3 separate regions of the Sus scrofa genome follow, and regions 2 and 3 are each linked to region 1. The links are chromatin contacts, called in public HiChIP or PLAC-seq maps. All regions are on one chromosome and are shown on one strand. Each heading gives the region's core, a stretch centred on a gene start, on an enhancer-like site or on the middle of the called end of the contact. The rest is flanking DNA. Distances are from core to core; before and after follow the strand shown. Region 1 holds the start of RNF181 (ring finger protein 181). Region 2 holds the start of RETSAT (all-trans-retinol 13,14-reductase). Region 3 holds the start of TGOLN2 (a long non-coding RNA gene).

Evidence for each region. HiChIP or PLAC-seq counts read pairs in DNA pulled down with a chosen protein or histone mark.
Region 2: an H3K27ac HiChIP or PLAC-seq map of alveolar macrophages shows a contact between it and region 1. The contact joins the promoter of RETSAT here to the promoter of RNF181 in region 1. A contact is called at or near these places in 1 of 47 Hi-C or Micro-C datasets (heart right ventricle) and 1 of 2 datasets of contacts at active chromatin or transcription factors (alveolar macrophages).
Region 3: an H3K27ac HiChIP or PLAC-seq map of alveolar macrophages shows a contact between it and region 1. The contact joins the promoter of TGOLN2 here to the promoter of RNF181 in region 1. A contact is called at or near these places in 1 of 5 promoter capture datasets (liver) and 1 of 2 datasets of contacts at active chromatin or transcription factors (alveolar macrophages).

Annotation. Positions count from the first base shown.
Region 1 is chr3:59,172,943-59,175,642 of Sscrofa11.1, reverse strand. It overlaps RNF181 (ring finger protein 181), which reads left to right and starts at 1,428. Exons shown (of 6, transcript NM_001243378.1): 1 at 1,428-1,537; 2 at 2,159-2,289; 3 at 2,473-2,582. The coding sequence starts at 1,452.
Region 2 is chr3:59,399,886-59,402,585 of Sscrofa11.1, reverse strand. It overlaps RETSAT (all-trans-retinol 13,14-reductase), which reads right to left and starts at 1,425. Exons shown (of 11, transcript XM_003124944.4): 1 at 1,048-1,425. The coding sequence starts at 1,216. ELMOD3 (ELMO domain-containing protein 3) reads left to right here and starts at 1,393. Exons shown (of 13, transcript XM_005655213.2): 1 at 1,393-1,648.
Region 3 is chr3:59,425,537-59,428,236 of Sscrofa11.1, reverse strand. It overlaps TGOLN2 (a long non-coding RNA gene), which reads left to right and starts at 1,447. Exons shown (of 4, transcript XR_298231.3): 1 at 1,447-1,856; 2 at 2,365-2,700.

The DNA.
Region 1 (2,700 bases), core at 179-2,678:
GTTACTTCTGGTAGGCTCATTTCCATCTGCCTTTCCTGGGAAAGATGGAGGAAGGCACCCAACCCTGCACTTTGGTCTGCAACACCAGTAGAGGCCCTGTGTACTTGGGCAAACCATTTCCCGGGCTTGGGTTTTACCTATGTAAAAAGGGATAATGATACTTAGCTTCTAGGACAATTGTGAGGATTATTTATACCATGTGTAAAATATCTATCAATGTTATAATTCTAGATGCCAAATAAATGGTAGCTGTTATCCAAATCATTTAGTGCAGTGGTTCTCAACCCTGTCTCACATCAGAATCACCCGTAGAACTTATAAAAATATCACACCCAGGAGTTTCTGTTGTGGCACAGTGGAAACGAATCCGATTAGTAACCATGAGGTTGTGGGTTTGATCCCTGGCCTCGCTCAGTGGGTTAAGGATCCAGCATTACTGTGAGCTGTGTGGTGTAGGTCGCAGATGCTGCTGGGATCTGGCGCTACTGTGGTTGCGGTGTAGGCTGGCAGCTGCAGCTCCAATTTGACCCCTAACCTGGGAACCTCCATATGCCTCGAGTGCAACCCTACAAAGCAAAAAATAAAAAATAAAAAAAAAATCACACCCAGACCTAGATTAGTTAAATCAAAATCTTTGAGAATATCAGACATAGTTTTTGTTTTTCTCCTAAAGCTGCAACTCCTCCTCTTCTCTCTCGAGGAGACTCATGGGTAGCCAGGGATGCAAACTACTTATTTAATTCAAGCCTCTAGTTTTACAAAACTAGGGGAGAAGTTGAGCAATGGGCTAAAGGTTACATAACAATTCCAAGAGCTGGGAAGGCTCCTGATCCCCCGGAAGGCTGGGGAGGTTGCCCCACCATTTATCACCCTTTATTATTTTGTCTAATACAGAAGAAATGCGCAGAAGATTTTTGTTTGTTTTGCGGAGGTCAGGAAAGAGTCAAGCGACAAGTCCTGAACAAACCAGAGAGCAAGCAGCGGGTTGCAGAAATGCCCGGCGGGGCCAAGGCAGAGCAGCGGGAAGCACCCTGATTCCGGGTTTTCCCTGGCCAGCTCCACCCTCTCTGAGAAGTCTCTAGCATCTGCACTGCTGAGACTCTCTGAGACGCAGAGCGAATGGAGGACCCCTAGAGGCCAGACCGATGACTTTTCAAAGCTCCGGGATCGGATCCACATGTCACTCCCAGGAATTTACCTTAGGGCTCAGAGATGAACGTTTTTGACCAGCCCAGGCCCCTGCCATTGGCTTTAGCCTTTGGTCACCTGATTCACTCGAGCCAATGAGACGTGATAAAGTTCATACTTCCGCTTTTTATGAGGAAGAAGCCACTGTGCCCGCCTTTCGGGCGCTCTGATTGGTCTCTCTCTCTCAACTTACCAGTTTATTGGCCAGCGCCAGGGGCCTGAGGTCCAGGGGTATGAGGGCTGTGTCAGACAGCCCGGCTGCCATGGCGTCCTATTTTGATGAACACGACTGCGAGCCGTTGGACCCCGAGCCGGATGCCCGAACCAACATGCTGCTGGAGCTCGCAAGGTGGCTGCACGGGCTGGGAGGGAGGGCCTACGCAGCAGGCTTCTGGGCTGAAGCTGGCTGGAGAAGGCGGCTCACCTGGGGCAGCGGGTTCCGGGGAGGACTGCTAAATCATCTGCAGAGTTAGTTCCGTGGTGAGATTGGAGGGGAAGTCGAGAATTTGGATGGTCCGTGGACGGACCCGGGCAAGGGGATTCTGGAAAAGACTGGAGTGGAAAGTAGGGGGAGTCGGCGCGAGAGGGCAGTGAGCTCTACGAAGTACTAGAGTAGGCGGGCCCGGGGGGTTGGGTAGGGGCCTTGTGAGCCTAAGCCGGAACCCCAAGCACGGAAGCCTCACTGCCACTTGGAATCAGGCTTTACTAGGTCATTCCTGCGTGGCCTGAGTAACTTCTGAGTTGTTGCTTCATGTGTAAAGTGGAAATAAACAGCTTGCGTGCTTGGGGTTGTCTGATAGCAGCCCAAAGCCATTGCCCACTGTGCTTTTCCTCTAGCGAACAGGACTGAGGGCTAGCTATTAGTACTACTAACTGAGCAGAGCGTTTATGTTATTAATGCCCAGTGGATTGCGGGAGCAAAGAGAGAGTATGGTTTCCTTTGGTTCTGATGTTGCATCCTTCTTCCCAGGTCACTTTTCAATAGGATGGACTTCGAAGACTTGGGGCTGGTGGTAGATTGGGATCACCACCTGCCTCCGCCTGCTGCCAAGACAGTGGTTGAGAACCTCCCTAGGACGGTCATCAGAGGCTCTCAGGCCGGTGAGGACACTAGTTCCTTCCACCATTTGGGGCAAGTCTGCCAGACCCGCCCCATCTGGAAGCCAGACTATAGTCTGGCTCTTTCAGTTTTCCAGGCCAGGTTGGGGGAAGAGTGTCCTTCAGGAATGGGAGCTGGGAGGTAGGGCCGGCAGCAGCTCTCCTGATTAGCACTCCCTCCTCAAGAGCTCAAGTGCCCCGTGTGTCTTTTGGAATTTGAGGAGGAGGAGACTGCCATTGAGATGCCTTGCCATCACCTCTTCCATTCCGGCTGCATTCTGCCCTGGCTGAGCAAGGTACTGCTTCCTTCCTCCCAGCCCTCACCCTGCCCCTGGGCCCGGTTCTCAAGTCTCCTTCTGATCCTGGACTGTTGGGGGGATCAGAGAGGGGAGAAGGGTAGGGGTGGGCATTGGG
Region 2 (2,700 bases), core at 176-2,675, 230 kb before region 1:
ACATGTGTTAGTATATAATATAAACACCTGAAATAGAATTTTCACATTATTTGCCAGAACTGCATAGGAGGCATTTTGATATTTTCCATTCTACTGCATTCAGAAATACTAGTCACAACTCACCAAACTGATTTCAAGAGCCACTAAGAGATCACAATCCGGTTTGAAAAACAGTTGAAACTAGTCATCTCATTTTCTTTCTTTTTTTTTAAGCAGCAGAATTCTTTCTTTAAGCCCTAGTAGAAACCCTCAAATACTTTTTTTTTTATCGTCTTTTGTCTTTAGAGGCTGCACCCGAGGTATATGGAGGTTCCCAGGCTAGGGGGTGAATCAGAGCCGCATCTGCAACCTACACCACAACTCAGGGCAATGCCAGGTCCTTAACCCACCGAGCGAGGCCAGGGATTGAACCTGTGTCCTCGCAGATACTAGTTGGGTTCATTAACTGCCAAGCCACGACAGGAACTCCTTTTTTAGCGTGTGTTTGTGTGAAACCCTCAAATACTTTTTGAACATAACAGTGCAGGTCCTCTGGTCAAGGGCAGCTCAAAGCCTGAAGGCACCCCGTTGAACCCTGGTTCATCACATGAGAGCCAATCAAATCACTTGACGGGCCAAATGCAAGTTCCTATAAAGGTTTCTGGGCCACTCTCCCACGTCCTGGAACTCATGTTGGAAGCCAAGTGAAAAAAATTAAGGTCTTCAAGCCAAGTGGGGGAAAAGGTCTTCTCTCTTGTTTAGCCGTGCCTAACCACGGCTATACTAAGTGGCTGGCCCTGCATGTGGCTATGCCAAGACTGGTTCGCCGAGGTCAGTGCCCGCGCCTTGAGACCACGATTCCACAAGTCTGCGGGGGTGAAGGCTCTCGCAGGTGGTGGATATGCACACTAAAGCAGGCGCCTCCACCTGCAACAAAGCCCTCCCCGCACTTAAATCTCGGGAAACTAACGCCGGGGTCGCGCAGCGGCTGGCCCTGCGGAAATAGGAACACTAACCCGCAAGGAAGTGCGGGCGCAGCCTCGGACCCCGGGGATCCCTCCAGCTGACCTTGTTTGAGAACCTTCTTCCTGGCTTCCTTGTCCGTCACGAGGGGTGCGGGTGGCCTCTTAACGTCCTCGGAGAAGGGGTTCGGAGAGCTGCCTGCAAACAGCCACTTGTAAACTTGGCCGAGGACGGCCAGCAGCAGCGCAGCCAGCAGCAGCAGCGACAGCCACATCGCGCCGGCTTCAGGTGTGGGGAACCCGTCTGCTCCGACTGCGGCCGCGGCTCTGCCCAATTAGCCTGTTGCCCCACAGAGTAGGCGGAAATAGCTTTGGCCGCTGATGCGCCCAGATCTTTTGGCCAGAGACCAAGTCTCCAGCGCAGATTGACCCTCCCCGCTCCTCGTACTTCCTTCGCCTGCTGTGCGGAGGGCCGTGCGCATGCGCGGAGGTGGGGGGCAGCGGGGCTGCGGACCCCAATTGCGAAAACGCTGGGAACTCGGGGACCCGCCCGGCCGCCCCGAGGGTCGGAGGAGGAGGAGGAGGAATGTAGGGTGGAAATGATCTTCCTGGGCGGAGGTAAGGCTGAGCGTTGCAGGACAGTGAGAGGCTCCCGACTAGCAGACAGGAGACCTGGGTTGTGCTGAGAACTCGCTGGATGACCTGAGGCAAGTTGGTTTCCTATTTTCCCCACCGAGCAGTGAGAAAGTTTTTGTCTGGAGTCCCTTTGCAGCCCCTGTCTGGGTGTCTCAGTGGATTGAGATCTTATTTGAGATCCGTTCACCGCAGCTGGCGAGCACCCGGCTCTGTTCCGCCCAATTAAGCGACAGCTTTGGCCGCGGCGCTCTCTTGGGATTGGCGTTGCTTCTGGTGGGGGCTGGAGAGGGCGGGGAGCCTTCAGTGACAAGCCTGATGAAAAGACTGCCTTAGGTAGGTGCAACTTTGTAACTTCCAATCCTTATATTTAAGGTGTGGATCCAATTTCTAGATTAAACAGTTAGAGGGTTTAAGCTCTAGCAAGCTTAAACTTAAAATCATTCCCCTTAATGTAGCTCCTTGCCTAAAGGGAATGTACTTTAACCTATGCTATGTACCGTAACATAAACAACAAGGGCTTTCTGTATAGCCCAGGAAACTATGTTCAATATTTTGTAATAACGTATAATGGGAAAGGATCTGAAAAGTAACATATACACACATATATGTATACATAAATACACATATGTACAGATATAAAAATATACTGTATGTATATATATGTGTGTGTGTATATATATATATATATATATATATATATATATATCTGAATTACTGTGCTGTTCACCAGAAACTAACACAACACTGTAAATCAAGTATACTTCAATTTTTTTCTTTTTTTTCTTTTTAGGGCACTACCCTCGGCATATGGAAGTTCCCAAGCTAGGGGTCGAATGGGAACTCCACCTGCTGGCCACGGCCACGGCCATGGCCACAGCCACACCAGGTCCAAGCGGAGTCTTTGACCTACACCACAGCTCAAGGTAATGCCAGATGCTTAACCCACCGAGCAAAGCCAGGGATCACACCTGCATCCTCATGGATGCTTGTCGGGTTCATAACCCACTGAGCCACAACGGGAACTCCTTATACTTCAATTTAAAAAAAAAATTTTTTTAATTAAAAAATTTAAGTGCGTGCAGCATAAATACTGAATTTGGAAAGGATCCATCATTACAGAAAG
Region 3 (2,700 bases), core at 198-2,697, 250 kb before region 1:
CTCAGTGGGTTAAGGATCCGACCTTGCCCTGAGCTGTGATGTAGGTTGCACGTGCAGCTTGCAGCCTGCATTGTTGAAACTGTGGCGTAGACCAGCAGCTATAGCTCTGATTTGACCCATAGTCTCAGAACTTCCATAAGCCCTGGGTACAGCCCTAAAGAAAAAGAAAAGAGGAGTTCCCGCCATGGCGCAGTGGTTGACGAATCCGACTAGGAACCATAAGGTTGCGGGTTCGGTCCCTGGCCTTGCTCAGTGGCTTAACGATCCGGCGTTGCCATGAGCTGTGGTGTAGGTTGCAGACGCGGCTCGGATCCCGTGTTGCTGTGGCTCTGGTGTAGGCCGGTGGTTACGGCTCCAATTAGACCCCTAGCCTGGGAACCTCCATATGCCGAGAGAGCGGCCGAAGAAATAGCAAAAAAAAAAAAGACAAAAAAAAAAAAAAAAAAAAGAAAAAGAAAAGAAATGAGAAGAGAAAGTAAACAAGAAGAAGAGGGAAAATAAGTACATTTGTATTTAAAAAAAAAAAAAAAGATGGAAACATGTGGAGAGGTAGGAAGCAAGAATTTCCCATTGTTTACTTTTCCAAAAATCCCGTTTTGATGTTTCAACCAACAGTCTATATTACTTAATCAAAAATATTAAATGTTTGCAAGACAAATACAGTAAAATGAGAGCGCCCCTGTAGTGCAGGGGGTTAAGGATCCAGCGTTGTCACTGAAGCGGCTTGGGTCACTGCAGTGGCTTGAGTCACTGCAGTGGTAGGTTTGATCACTGGCCTAGGAAATTTCCACATGCCAGGGGCATGGTCAAAAAATAAATAAATAAATAAAAAGCATACAGTAAAACAGTAGTGATCATGCCAGAAAGGTGGAACAAAGATTTTCTACTTCTACACATTCAGTGAATTTTCTACAATGAACATAATTAAGTTCTTCCATCAGAAAAAGGATGTACTGTTTGTTTGTATGTTTGTTTTGTTTTTTAGGGCCCTCACCCACGGCTTATGGAAGTTCCCAAGCTAGGGGTCAAATTCGAGCTGCAGCTGCAGGTCAACACCACAGCCACAGCAATGCAGGATCTGAGTCTGCGACCTACACCACAGCTCACAGATCTTTAACCCACTGAGCAAGGCTAGGGTGGAACCCGCATCCTCATGGATACTAGTTGGGTTCGTTACCGCTGAGCCACGACTGGAACTCCCAGGATGCACTTTTTAATGAGAGAGCTTTGGCGATGGCGAAAGGCACAGGTTCCATGGAGCTAGAACTGAGGGGAGCAGGGTCGGGAAGGCTGCCGCTAAAAGGTGACAGGCTAGGTTTCTCTTTCCAGATTCCCACACGTTTGTGTCCTGCAGGAAAAAAAACTAAAAAACAAACAAAAAAACACAAGAAAGGTAGAAGGCAGAATTGCGGGCAGAGGATAGGGCCAAGAGGCGCCCGGCCCCCTGCGACGTCACTCCGTGGGGCAGTCCACCCGCCGGGGGAGCTCCTGCTCGTCCGTACTGTCTCGTCATCAGGAGGGCAAAGAAGGAAAGGGAGAGTGACGGTTTGCTGTGGCTGCTATTAAGCAAAGAAACCAGAAAAAGAGAGAGACGCCTTTAACGGGCGACAGCAGACACGCCACGGAGAAACGCCGTCACCGAGCTAAGGAAACGGGGCTCTCTTGGAGCACCCTGGCCTTTTCCCAAGCCCCGCCCCCTGTCTGGGCGGGGCTGCAAGAGACTTGAGCCGGAAGGGACGGAGCGGTAAACACTGAGTCTGCGCGCTCATCTCGCGACAGCAGTAGAGGGCGGAAGTGCAGTCTGTCCAGGATGAGGTTCCTGGTTGCGTTTGTCTTGCTGAGCGTCGCAGCGGAGGGTAAGACCCCCCCCCCCTTCTAGTAGCCTCTCGTCATCTCACTCTCGCCCCCAGGCCCACCATCCTCACCGGTGGGCAATCTGACCTTACTTTCTCCCTGCCCGGCTGTCGTCATCCTTCCGCTCACCATCACCCCCTCCCCTTTTTGCCGGTTGAACCCATCTAAGGATTCCGTTCTCCCCGCCTGCCTCCCTCTCTCACTTTTTTTTTTTTTTTTTTTTTTTTTTTTTTGTCTTTTCTAGGGCCGCGGGTGCGGCATGCGGAGGTTCCCAGGCTAGAGGTCTAATCAGAGCTGTAGCCGCCGGTCTACGCCACAGTCACAGTCACAGTCACGGATCCGAGCCGCGTCTGCGACCTACACCACAGCTCCCAGATCCTTAACCCACTGAGCTAGGCCCAGGGGTCGAACCCGCAACCTCATGGTTCCTAGTCCTATTTGTTAACCACTGAGCCAGGACGGGATCTCCCACGCCTGCCTTTCTTTAGCTAGCTGGTTTCTCTGTTTCAGACTCCGTGCCGTCAAGTTCTGTGCCAGCCTCCACAATACCCACTCTGAGGGTAAGTCAGTCTACTGGAGACTCCAAGCTCGTAACCGCAGAACTGCCTTCTCAGTCAGACAAAGTAGACAGATCCATTCCGAAACAAAACACCGGGGAAGTCAGCCCTGACAAGTCGAAACTGGAGCCAAACACCACGAATGACAGCCCTCACAAATCGAAATCTCAAGAGCATATCACGAATGTCGACCATAACAACAACACAAATGTTGACCCTGGCAAGTCGAAAACGGAGCCGCACTCCACGAATGACAGCTCTGACAGAGCGACATCTGAGGACCCTGCTG